2 separate regions of the Mus musculus genome follow, and region 2 is linked to region 1. A link is a contact called in public HiChIP or PLAC-seq data. All regions are on one chromosome and are shown on one strand. The core of a region is the stretch at or near the end of the contact, and the rest is flanking DNA. Distances in the headings are between cores, read along the strand shown.

Region 1 (5,472 bases), core at 1,724-4,223:
GTGTGTGTTGGTGCACCTGTGTGCAGGTGCCCCTAGGGGTCAGAAGAAGGGGTCAGAACCCCTCAAGCTGGAGTCACAGATGGCTGTGAGCCGCCATGTGGGTGCTGGGTCAAACCAGGGTCCTCTGAAAGCAGTAAGTGCTCTTAGCCACTGGGCCTCTGTCCAGCTCCTGTTTGTCTCATTTGTACCCCTCCCCCCCCTTTTCCTTGAGCTCCTTTGGCTTGGTCAGGGTCTTAGAGTTTCCATTGCTATGAAGAGACTCCATGACTAAGGCAGCTCTTATAAAGGCTGCGTGTAACTGGGGATGGCTTACAGTCCATTATCATAGTAAGAAGCACGGTAGCATGTGGGCAGGCATGGTGCTGGAGAAGGGGCTGAGAGTTCTGCATCTTGATTCGAAGGCAACCAGGAGAGACTGGCATCTTCAGGCAGCTATGAGGAAGCTCTCTTCCACAGTAGATGGAGCCTGAGCATAGGAGGAGACCTCCAAAGCCCACCCCACAGTGACACACTTTCTCCAACAAGGCCACACCTCCTAGCAGTACCACTTCCTGTGGGCCAAGCATATTCAAACCACCACAGTCAGTCTAGCTAGAGGTTTGTGATTGTTTCATAGAGCCAAGCTTTGGTATAGATTCTTCTTTTCTTCCTCACTTCCCTTCTTTCTTTGTGCCGGGAGTCAACCCAGGGTCTTTCTTATACATGCCAGTAAACTACCATGTAGTAAACTACCATGGAGCCCCAGCCCCAGTCTAAACTGCACCCACTTATCTACCCATTTATTTCAGTGCTGGGACTGAAACCAGGGCCGTACATTTCCTAGGCAAATACTCTACCACTGAGATACATCTCCAGCTTTATCTGTATTCTTAGAAATGTCTTTTTGGGGCTGGACAGATGGCTCCGCAGTTAAGAGCACTGACTGCTCTTCTGAAGGTCCTGAGTTCAAATCCCAGCAACCACATGGTGGCTCATAATCATCTGTAATGAAATCTGACGGCCTCTTCTGGTGTGTCTGAAGACAGCTACAGTGTACTTACATATAATAATAAATGAATTAAAAAAAAAAAGAAATGTCTTTTTGAAGCCGGGCAGTGGTAGTACACGCCTTTAATCCGAGCACTTGGAAGGCAGAGGCAGGCAGATTTCTGAGTTTGAGGCCAGCCTGGTCTACAGAGTGAATTCCAGGACAGCCAGGGCTACATAGAGAAACTCTGTCTCAAAAAAGGAAAGAAGAAGAAGAAGGAGAAGGAGAAGGAGAAAGAAGAAGTGTCTTTTTGAAGTTTAGTGTGGTGGCAAACCCCTTTAACCCCATCACTTCAAAACAGAGGTAGTTGGATCTCTGTGAGTTCAATCAGCCTGGTCTACAGAGTGAGTTCAGAGGTACACAGAGCAAAGTCTTTTTTGTTGTTGTTGTTTTGAGACAGAGTTTTGCTTGTAGTCCAAACTGGCTTTGATAAAACTAACAACCCCCCATCTCAGCTTCCTCAGTACAACCATATGCCACCATGGCTGGGTATAAATCTTCTTAAAGCTCAGCATATGGCCTTTCCCACCTGGCCCTTACTAACTTGTGTATAATAATAATAATAATAATTTGTTATTATTATTATTATTATAATACAGGCTTTGCCTCAAGAAACCACAGTCCCTTATTTTTACATTTATGTATTCAGGGGGGAGAGTGTGTTAATGGCATGGCATATGTGTGGAGGTCAGAGGTCGGCTTTCAGGAGTTGGTTCCTCTTCTGCCACCACAGGGATCCCGGAGATTGAACTCAGGTCACCAGACTCAGGGGGGAGTGACCTTTAGAGACAGGGCTGAATCATAAGAGCACCATCCAATTTCCCACCCACACTAAGAGGCCTGGTCCTCAGGAACACGGGCTGCAAATGTCAGGAAGCGGCGGAAACCTGGTGTAAGGGCAAAGCAACTAGCTTTCCACCAGCGGGAGAGGCGGGCGGCCAGCTTGCAGGCAGACCCTCTTCCTGGCCTCTGCCAACTGGGACCAAAGGCTCTCCTCTTTCCCCAGCGCTGGCATTCTCCGAATTCAGAAAAGCTGCTCTGGAAGGCGGGAGAGGGAACCCCCGGGATCCACATGGCAGGCAGGGAGAGTCCAGCAAACTGCATTGTGTCCTCCACACAGGAGGGAACAGATGCTGGGCAGGCAGCGCAGCTCGAGCTGGAGAGGCCCTCATCCCAGGGCTCCGTGTGAGTGAATTACTGGCAGGGGACCATGTTGTCCTGAGCCCGTGTGCTCCTTTACAGGCCCTAAAACCCGCGGTCTCACCGCTTCCCTGCAGCCCGAGCCACACTGCTGGGCCAGTCCCCTGACCTCAGGGGTCCTCTGCTAGTAAGGGCCTGCCAGCTCACCCTGAGGTCCTCCATGCAGGACAAAGGCCGCCTCCTTCAGTCTGGAAATGACTGCTCTCAGTCCAGGTGTCTTTGAATGGGCACTGTCTGCTCAAACAACCCAAAGCCACCTTCTCCATTCCTTACTGTTAGCATGTGCTGCCCGTGTGAAAAGAAAGATCTAAAAGATCTAAGTACTTTCACTTTAAATTGTTCTCAGCTTGGCTTTTTTTTTTTTTTTTTTTTTTTTTTTGGTTTTTCGAGACAGGGTTTCTCTGTGTAGCCCTGGCTGGCCTGGAACTCACTTTGTAGACCAGGCTGGCCTCGAACTCAGAAATCTGCCTGCCTCTGCCTCCCAAGTGCTGGAATTAAAGGCGTGCCACCACTGATCGGCTTGGCTTCTTTTTTTGTTGTTTGTTTGTTTGTTTGTTTGTTTGTTTTTGTTTTTTGTTTTTGCGGAACAGGGTTTCTCTATATATCCCTGGCAATTGACAGGTTGGGGTCCTGTGTTCAGAGGACAGGTGTGGTAGTCACAGAGCGGGGATGGGGATGCTTTGTGCCACCAGCCAGGCTCTCCCTCGCGAGGCGCAGAGCCGGGGCCAGCACGAGCCCCGCGCGCCCCCTGGCGGCGGAGCCGAGGAGGGACACTCTGGAGAGCCTGTGGCGTCTCAGCAGCTCTGGGGTCACAGCATCTGCCACCGCGGGCGGTCTCAGCTGTCTACGGACTATCCAGAACGGCGGAGCCCCGGTGTCCTCAGATCCTGGAAGTCACGCCCCTCCCGTCCCGGAGGATGAAGCTGAGGCTAAGGGGACAGCCAGGTGGAGCCTCAGAGCCCCCCACCCCGCGAGCCTCTGCTCCCACTGCCTGGTACTTCCACTGTCCCTGAAGGCATCTAGGCTCCGGGATTATTTGCCTTCTATACAGAAAAACCCTAGCAGCCAGCAGAGGCTTCCAGCAGCAGGAGGGTGGGGGGCGCTTCCCGGTACTGAGCATAAATTCCTTTCTTTTTAACTCCCTCCTCCCCTCTACGCACTTTGTCTCTGGGAGAGTACTGCATTTTTTCACGGTATATACACATTAATTAGAGCTCAAAACAAGCACTGTACATTTTTCTGCAAAACTTTGTTCTAGTAAAACAATAACAAAACTTCTGGGAGGCAGAGGCAGGCAGATCTCTGAGAGTTCAAGACCAGCCTGGTGTACAGATCGAACTCCTGGACAGCCAAGGCTAGGCAGAACAACTCTGTCTCCAAACAAACAAATATTGTATTTAGATTCTATTTTATGCATGTGTGCTTTTGCCTGCATATGTATGTGGACCATTTATTTGTGTGCCTGGCACAGGTGGAGGTCAGAAGATCTCCTGGAACTGTAGTTATGGGTGGCCGAAGTCTCCATGGGTGCTGGGAACTGAACTCAGGACCTCTGGAAGAGCAGTCAGTGTTCTTAATCACTGAGCCATCTCTCCAGCCCCCTGAATGTTTGTAGACAGGATTGGCCAAATTGGCTTTCAACTCAAACTTCTCCGCCTCCTCAGCACTGACCAGAGACTGGCTATGCCTTTGACCACTGAGAAATTAGCATTCGTGTTGATAGATACATACTGAACTAATATTACCATCACTAAAGTGCAAATTAACTCATGAACTTTTTCTTTTTCTTTTTTTTTTATTTTATTTTATTTTATTTTATTTTTTTTTGGTTTTTCGAGACAGGGTTTCTCTGTACAGCCCTGGCTGTCCTGGAACTCACTTTGTAGACCAGGCTGGCCTCGAACTCAGAAATCTGCCTGCCTCTGCCTCCCGAGTGCTAGGATTAAAGGCGTGTGCCACCATGCCCGGCTTACTTTTTCTTTTTCTTTTCTTGAGACAGGGTTTCTCTGTATAGTACTGGCTGGCTGTCCTGGAACTCACTCTGTATAGACCAGGCTGGCCTTGAACTCAGAAACCTGCCTTATCTTTGCCTCCCAAGTGCTTGGATTAAAGGCGTGTGCCACCACTGCCCGGCAACCCATTAACTTGTAAGTATCAATTATACAGCAAACAGGTAATATTGAGCTAAATAAATTATTTATTATCTTTTTAATATTATCTTTTTAAATAAGGTATTGTCCCTGTCTAAAGGAAATGCAGGGACAAAAATGGAGCAGAGGCTGAAGGCCAGGCCGTCCCGGGACTGTCCCGCTGTGTGATCCATTCCATCCACAGACACCAAACCCTGGCACTATTGCTGATGCCTTGATGTACTTAGGGCCTGGCATGGCTGTCCTCTCAGAGGCTCTGCCAGCACCTGACTAAGACAGATGCAGATACTCACAGCAACCATTGGACTGAGCCTGGGGACCCCAATGGAAGAGTTAGGGGAAGGACTGAAGGAGCTGAAGGGGGTTGCAACCCCATAGGAAGAACAAGAGTATCAATTAACCAACCAGACCCCTCAGTTCCCAGGGGCTAAACCACCAACCAAAGAGCACACATGACTCCAGCTACATATGTAGCAGAGGACGGCCTCATCTGGCATCAGTGGGAGGGGAGGTGCCTGGTCCTGTGAAGGCTTGGTGCCCCAGTGAAGGAAGATACCAGAGGGGTGAGGCAGGAGTGGGTGGGTGGGTGGGTGGGTGAGGGAGCACGCTCTTGGAAGCAGAGGGGAGGGCGTGGGGAGGAGGTTGTAGAGGGGAGATCGGGATGGGGGGACAACATTTGAAATGTAAACAAATGATTAATGAACTTAAAAAATAAGGAAAAAAAAACCAGTGACCACCAGAAAGTTGTTTTTTGTTCTTTTGTTTTTGTTTTCTGTTGTTTTTTCAAGACAGGGATGGCGATGGCATTCTATATTTCTGCTCTAGAGAGTATGCTCCTGATCAGTTTTTATTTGTTGGTATTGAAGGTTGAACCCACAGCCTCACACACAGGATTCTACTACTGAACTACATACTACTGATTCTCCTGGCCCTACAGCTGACTTTATCTCTACTGAAGGCCTCAGAAACACTGGCAATGCTGCTGTCAGTGGAAATGGGCTGTGTTGGAGGACAAGTCCTGACTCTCAGATCTGGACCAAAACTATGGAACTGACATCTGGGCAGGTCAGCCATGGTGTATCTGGGTCCCAGACG
Region 2 (5,472 bases), core at 1,568-4,067, 130 kb after region 1:
ATGGATTAACATCTCCATGGCAGGGCTTGCAGGTAGATATGAGTTAGCTGTCTTTGCTCATCTGGTACAGAGTGAAATGTTTGTCCCTTCTTGCCCTGATGCATTCTGCTATGTGAAGAGACAGACAAAGGCTCTCAGCGGACATCAGATCTAGCACCTTGGAACTCCCCAGTTTCCAGAATCACGAGAAAGAAATGCCCACCCAGTGTTCCATGTTTTGTTTAAGCAGCAGAATAAACCAAAACAAATATCTGTGTACGCACTGTCTTGAGAGAGAGCAAAATAGCAAGCCTTTTTATTTTTGAAGCAGGGCCTGGAATTCATTATGAAGAAGGCTGACCTTGAACTCACAGAGATCTGCCTGCCTCTGCATTCAATGCATGGACCCCTGTGCTTTTGACAGTTTTGGGCACTCTTTAATCAGGTGTATTTTTTTTTCCTCAACCTTGTGACCCTGTGAGAACCACTCCCCTCCAGTTTCTTCCTTCCCTCCTTTCTTCTTTCCTCTTTTCTTTTTTTTGTGAGAAAGGGCCTCACTGTGCAGCCTAGATCTAATTTTCAGCAGACTTCATCCTTCCCAAGTGCTGGGGCTGCAAGTATGCACTGCCACACCTGGCTCCATCTATCCGTCTTCTTCCTTTCTTCCTTCCTTCCTTCCTTCCTTCCTTCCTTCCTTCCTTCCTTTCTTCTTTCCTTCCTCCCTCCCTTCCTTCCTTCCTTCCTTCCTTCCTTTAACTTAAATGTGTCTTTAAAAAAAGATTTATTTATTCTATGTATGAGTACACTGTCACTGTCTTCAGACACACCAGAAGAGGGCATCAGATCCCATTACAGATGGTTACCAGAAATTGAACTCAGGACCTCTAGAGGAGCAGCCAGTGCTCTTAACCATCGAGCCATCTCTCCAGCGCCCCCATCTTTCTTATACTTTTTACATATGCATGTATTGGGTGTGTGCCTAGGTGTGTTGTTGGGGATTGGACCCAGGACCTGTGCCAGCCAGCTAAAGTGCTCTACCACTGAGCTGCATCCCAAGCTACCTTTACATTTTCATCCATTTAGTTAGTAGACTTGAGCTGGGGTTTCACTACACGCCCTGGATGTCCTACAACTCACTTCTGTAAGCCAGCGCTGGCAATGAGCCTCCTGTCTCAGCCTGCGAAATGAGGATAGATCAGCACATAGTAGACTTCTGAGTTTGCGACCTCCCCATGCCCCGGGATCTTGCCTTGTTTCCTGGGTGCTGGGATCATAGGCACACATCACCACGCAAGGCTTAAAGATCTATTATCCAGTAAGAAAGAAAACCAGGACTGCTGGTGTGGCTTAGCGATGACGGTTGCTTAGCATGAAGCCCTCCTAAGCAGCATTACCCAGCACTCAAAGAAAGAGTGAGCAAGGAGGGGAGGAAGGAGGGGGAGAAAGAAGAGCAGTAGACAGATGACTGCCACCAGCTCGTTCAGCATGCCACCCGAGCAGGCCACATCCCTCTCTCTAGCCCCTCGGTTGTGCCGATAGACCAGTGTCAGCTTCCACCATCTCCCCCGCTCCTTGCCCAGGTGGAAGTGATGTGGGGGGAAGCAGATGTGGACGCACACGCACAATGTCCCTTCCAAGAGGGCCTGGCATGTGCTTCTCCATGTTCCTGAGATAAGGGTCTCTGTAGCTGTTTCAGGACCAGGTGAATGAGTGGAAATTTCAAAATAAAAATAAATAAATAAATAAATAAATAAATGAGGAAGACTGACTGCTCGTAAGGGCTCAGGGTTTTTTTTTTGTTGTTGTTGTTTTGTTTTTCGAGACAGGGTTTCTCTGTATAGCCCTGGCTGTCCTGAATCTCACTTTGTAGACCAGGCTGGCCTCGAACTCAGAAATATGCCTGCCTCTGCCTCCCAAGTGCTGGGATTAAAGGTGTGCGCCACCACCGCCCAGCTCAGGGTTTTTATTATAAGGGAGAAAACAGGTAGAGGCAGAGACATCTGGGAGAGTCCAGAGCGACATGACCTTGAGTAGGGCCATGTGTGGAGAGGTGACCTAGAGTGGCAGGCAAAGAACCCACAAAAAAGCCAGCATAGCCAAAATGGCTGGATTATATAGGGAAGGGCAGCCCAGCCTCTGGGCTGGAGAGTTCAGGGTAGAGGACAGGGTATGCTAACCAGGAGGACCTTGTCACCAAGGGATGCTAGGCAGCCAGCATTCACTTATATGTTAACAGGCAACTCAGTCACTCTGTCTCTGGTTTGAGAGCTAACATTCTCCTTCAGGTGTTGTAGGTTGTCTTTCATTGGAAAGCTCGATGCTCTGTCTCTGTGGATGTTCACCAGGATTCCTGGTCAGGCTTCATATGGGGGCCCCCCATTGTTCAGGGGAGAGAAAGCCTGTGCCATCAGTCCACACTTTCCTAAACTTGTTGACATGCTATGACAGGGGCCAGATTCGCATCTACCCTGCTGGTGACTCAGTTACACCGGAGTGAGAGATAATTCTCTTTGGCCCCATTTTTCAGGTGGGCAGACTGAGGCAGAGAATGGGTAGAAGGAGGGAAGGAAGGTGAGAGCTCAGAGCCACTCCCTTCTGAGACTAGGATCCTTATGTTTGCTCCTACTTCAGGGTCTTTGTTGTCTGGAATGCTTTGCTCCCCATTTTGCCTGCCGACTCTTCAACTTCAGTTGGGCAGCAGCCAAAACATCAGTTTCCCAGAGCCTTCCCTCGCCTCACCTCGAGAACACTGGCCCCTTCCAGTCACCACCCCTCATGTTGTCACATCCGCCTGTTTTGGTTCTCGGCAGGACACTCTAGCAGACTCTGCTGGCTGCCTTCCCAGCAGCCATTTCCCCTTCCTCCTGCCCGTACAACTCAGAGTTTGTTTGGGTTTCTCTTCCTAGTCCCACTCATCATGGGAATAAATTCTGATTGGTGTTTGGCAGCCTCTTCACTAGTGGTTGACTCTCTCTCTCCTCTCTTCCTTCCTGAGACAGGGTTTCTCTGTGTAGCCCTTGCTGTCCTGGAACTCCCCCTGTAGACCAGGCTGACCTCAAACTCAGAGATGCACCTGCCTCTGTCTCCTGAGTGCTGGGATGTGTGTGTGTGTGTGTGTCTGTCTGTCTGTCTGTCTCCAACCCTTCCAATCCCCTAGCCCTCCCACCTAGCTCACCTCACCCCCTCCTCGAGGGCATTACTTTCTATAGATTTTTAAATTTTCTAGAAAGGTGATACAGAGCAAGAAACCTTTCTTGTCTTTTAAAATTTTTTTTTTTTTTTTTTGGTTTTTTCGAGACAGGGTTTCTCTGTGTAGCCCTGGCTGTCCTGGAACTCACTCTGTAGACCAGGCTGGCCTCGAACTCAGAAATTCGCCTGCCTCTGCCTCCCAAGGGCTGGGATTAAAGGCATGCGCCACCACGCCCGGCGCCCTTAAAATATTTCTTATTTACTTGTGTGGCATGTGTATGCAGCAGAGACAGCATCAGGCGACAGTCGTTGGGTCTTTCTTGCTCTGTGATGCTTCACCTCTAATCCCAGGCTAGCTGCCTGAACCTTCTTGTGATTCTCCTGGTACTGCCTCCATCTTGCCCAGGGCGGTTCGGTCTACAGACACAAGCCACTTCTGGCTTTTAAATGGGTTCTGGGAATCCAAACTCAGGTTGTAGGCAATGTGTCCAGCATTTTTATGTGATGAGCCATCTCCCCAGCCTGCCCTCTCTTCCCCTTCCATTCCCTTCTGTTCTCCTTCCCTCCACCCCTGCTCTCCCTTCTCCTCTCTCCTCCTCTTCCCTTCCCTCTTATCTCTTCCCTTCCTTCCTTCCTCCCCTCCCCCTTTCTGGGCTCATGTAGTCCACAATGAAGTTTAATTTAATATATAGCTGAGGATTGTCAATGACCTTGAACTTCTAATTCTTCTGCCTCTGACTCCTGTGTGCTGGGATCATAGGTGTGCTACCACCTTTGGTTTATGCTGTGCCCAGGTTGAGTCCAGAGCTCCATGTGTGCTTCATGAGCACTCTACTCCAAGGACAGCCACACCTTAGGTCCTAGGAGCTAGGATTGTGATGTATGAACATTGAAGAGACACAATCACTCCACAAATAGGGTAAGAAAAAAAATACCCTTGTAACTTTAGCCATTTAGTGCATTGTGACTGTCTGTTACTTAGGTTTAAGAACATCAATTAGGCTGGGTAATGGTGGTGCATGCCTTTAATCCCAGCACTTGGGAAGCAGAGGCAGGCAGATTTCTGAGTTCGAGGCCAACCTGGTCTACAGAGTGAGTTCCAGGACAGCCAGGGCTATACAGTACAGAGAAACCTTGTCTCGAAAAACCAAGAAAGAGAGAGAGAGAGAGAGAGAGAGAGAGAGAGAGAGAGAGAAATCATTGACTTAGTTCTATACTCACCTATTAACTGTCTCTCTCATCAAGACATCAACTCCATGAGGGCAGCAATGTCTAGCCTATTCCTTGCCCCAGTGCCTAAGAATAGACACTTACATAAACAGCAGTGCCAGGGGGCCGCCTCTCCTGAGCACCTTCCCTCGCTGATCTTGATTAGAATTTATATTTAAAAAGCAGAATCTGATAATACAAGAAATCCTAGTCCCTGGGTAAATGAGAAGCCAGGTCTTTATTTTGAAGATCTAGAGTCTCTCTCTCTCTCTGTGTGTGTGTGTGTGTGTGTGTGTGTGTGTGTGTGTGTGTGTGTGTGACTATGTTCTAGAGTCTGTTTTATAGAGAGGCACACATTAACACATTATGTTGGTTCCAGTCTGAGCCTCTGGAGTTTCCAGTTTCAATCAAACAAGAAAATGATCAAAGAGGGCACCGCTGCTCAGGGCTCCAGTCAGGACTCAAGAGTTTGGAGTGAATCAGAATCATCTGGAACCTTGTTTAAAGTTTTCAGACGCCTGGATCCACCTCATAGACTCTGATGTAATGGGTTTAAAGTTTTTAACAAGCCACCAGGTGACTCTCAAGAGTCTGACCCCAGGAAGGCTGAGGAAGGAAGGACAGAGTTAGTTGTTCTGAGCCTGTGTGGGGAGGACAGAGATCCCTTCTGTGTGGGCAGAACCTCAGAACCTCATGTGGGCTTGTTTGAATCAGATCACCAGATCATGCATGGGTAGGCATAATAGGATGGGGTAAAAGCTGCTGTGTGTGTGTGTGTATTCAGTGTGTGTGTATTCAGTGTGTGTGTGTGAGTATTCAGTGTGTGTGAGTATTCAGTGTGTGTGTGTATTCAGTGTGTGTGTATTCAGTGTGTGAGTATTCAGTGTGTGTGTGTGTGTGTGTACTCAATGTGTGTGTGTGTTGTGTGTGTGTGTGTATTCAATGTATGTGAGTGTATTCAGTGTGTGCAGTGTATACATGTGTATAGTATGTGTATGCAGCATGTATGCACATATGTGCAGTGTGTGTGTGTATGTAGTATATGTGTAGTGTGTGGTGTGTATGTACTATGTGTAGTAAGTGTATAGTGTGTGT

What was found. HiChIP or PLAC-seq counts read pairs in DNA pulled down with a chosen protein or histone mark.
Region 2: a contact with region 1 is called in an H3K4me3 HiChIP or PLAC-seq map of bone marrow-derived macrophages, with 3 times the contacts expected there. The contact joins two enhancer-like sites. A contact is called at or near these places in 7 of 484 Hi-C or Micro-C datasets (the Ba/F3 cell line, the G1E-ER4 cell line, bone marrow-derived macrophages and 3 more) and 10 of 115 datasets of contacts at active chromatin or transcription factors (bone marrow-derived macrophages, cardiomyocytes, craniofacial prominence and 6 more).

The regions. Positions count from the first base shown.
Region 1 is chr6:30,202,793-30,208,264 of GRCm38.p6, forward strand. No RefSeq gene overlaps it. Among named protein-coding and RNA genes, the nearest start is that of Gm31221, 27 kb to the left of the region's middle. Within about 2 kb of position 2,974, at least 41 of the 459 cell types and tissues checked have an H3K27ac peak or open chromatin away from gene starts, as enhancers often do. A contact at or near this core is called in bone marrow-derived macrophages, where this site is marked.
Region 2 is chr6:30,334,229-30,339,700 of GRCm38.p6, forward strand. No RefSeq gene overlaps it. Among named protein-coding and RNA genes, the nearest start is that of 1700095J07Rik, 32 kb to the left of the region's middle. Within about 2 kb of position 2,818, at least 156 of the 459 cell types and tissues checked have an H3K27ac peak or open chromatin away from gene starts, as enhancers often do. A contact at or near this core is called in bone marrow-derived macrophages, where this site is marked.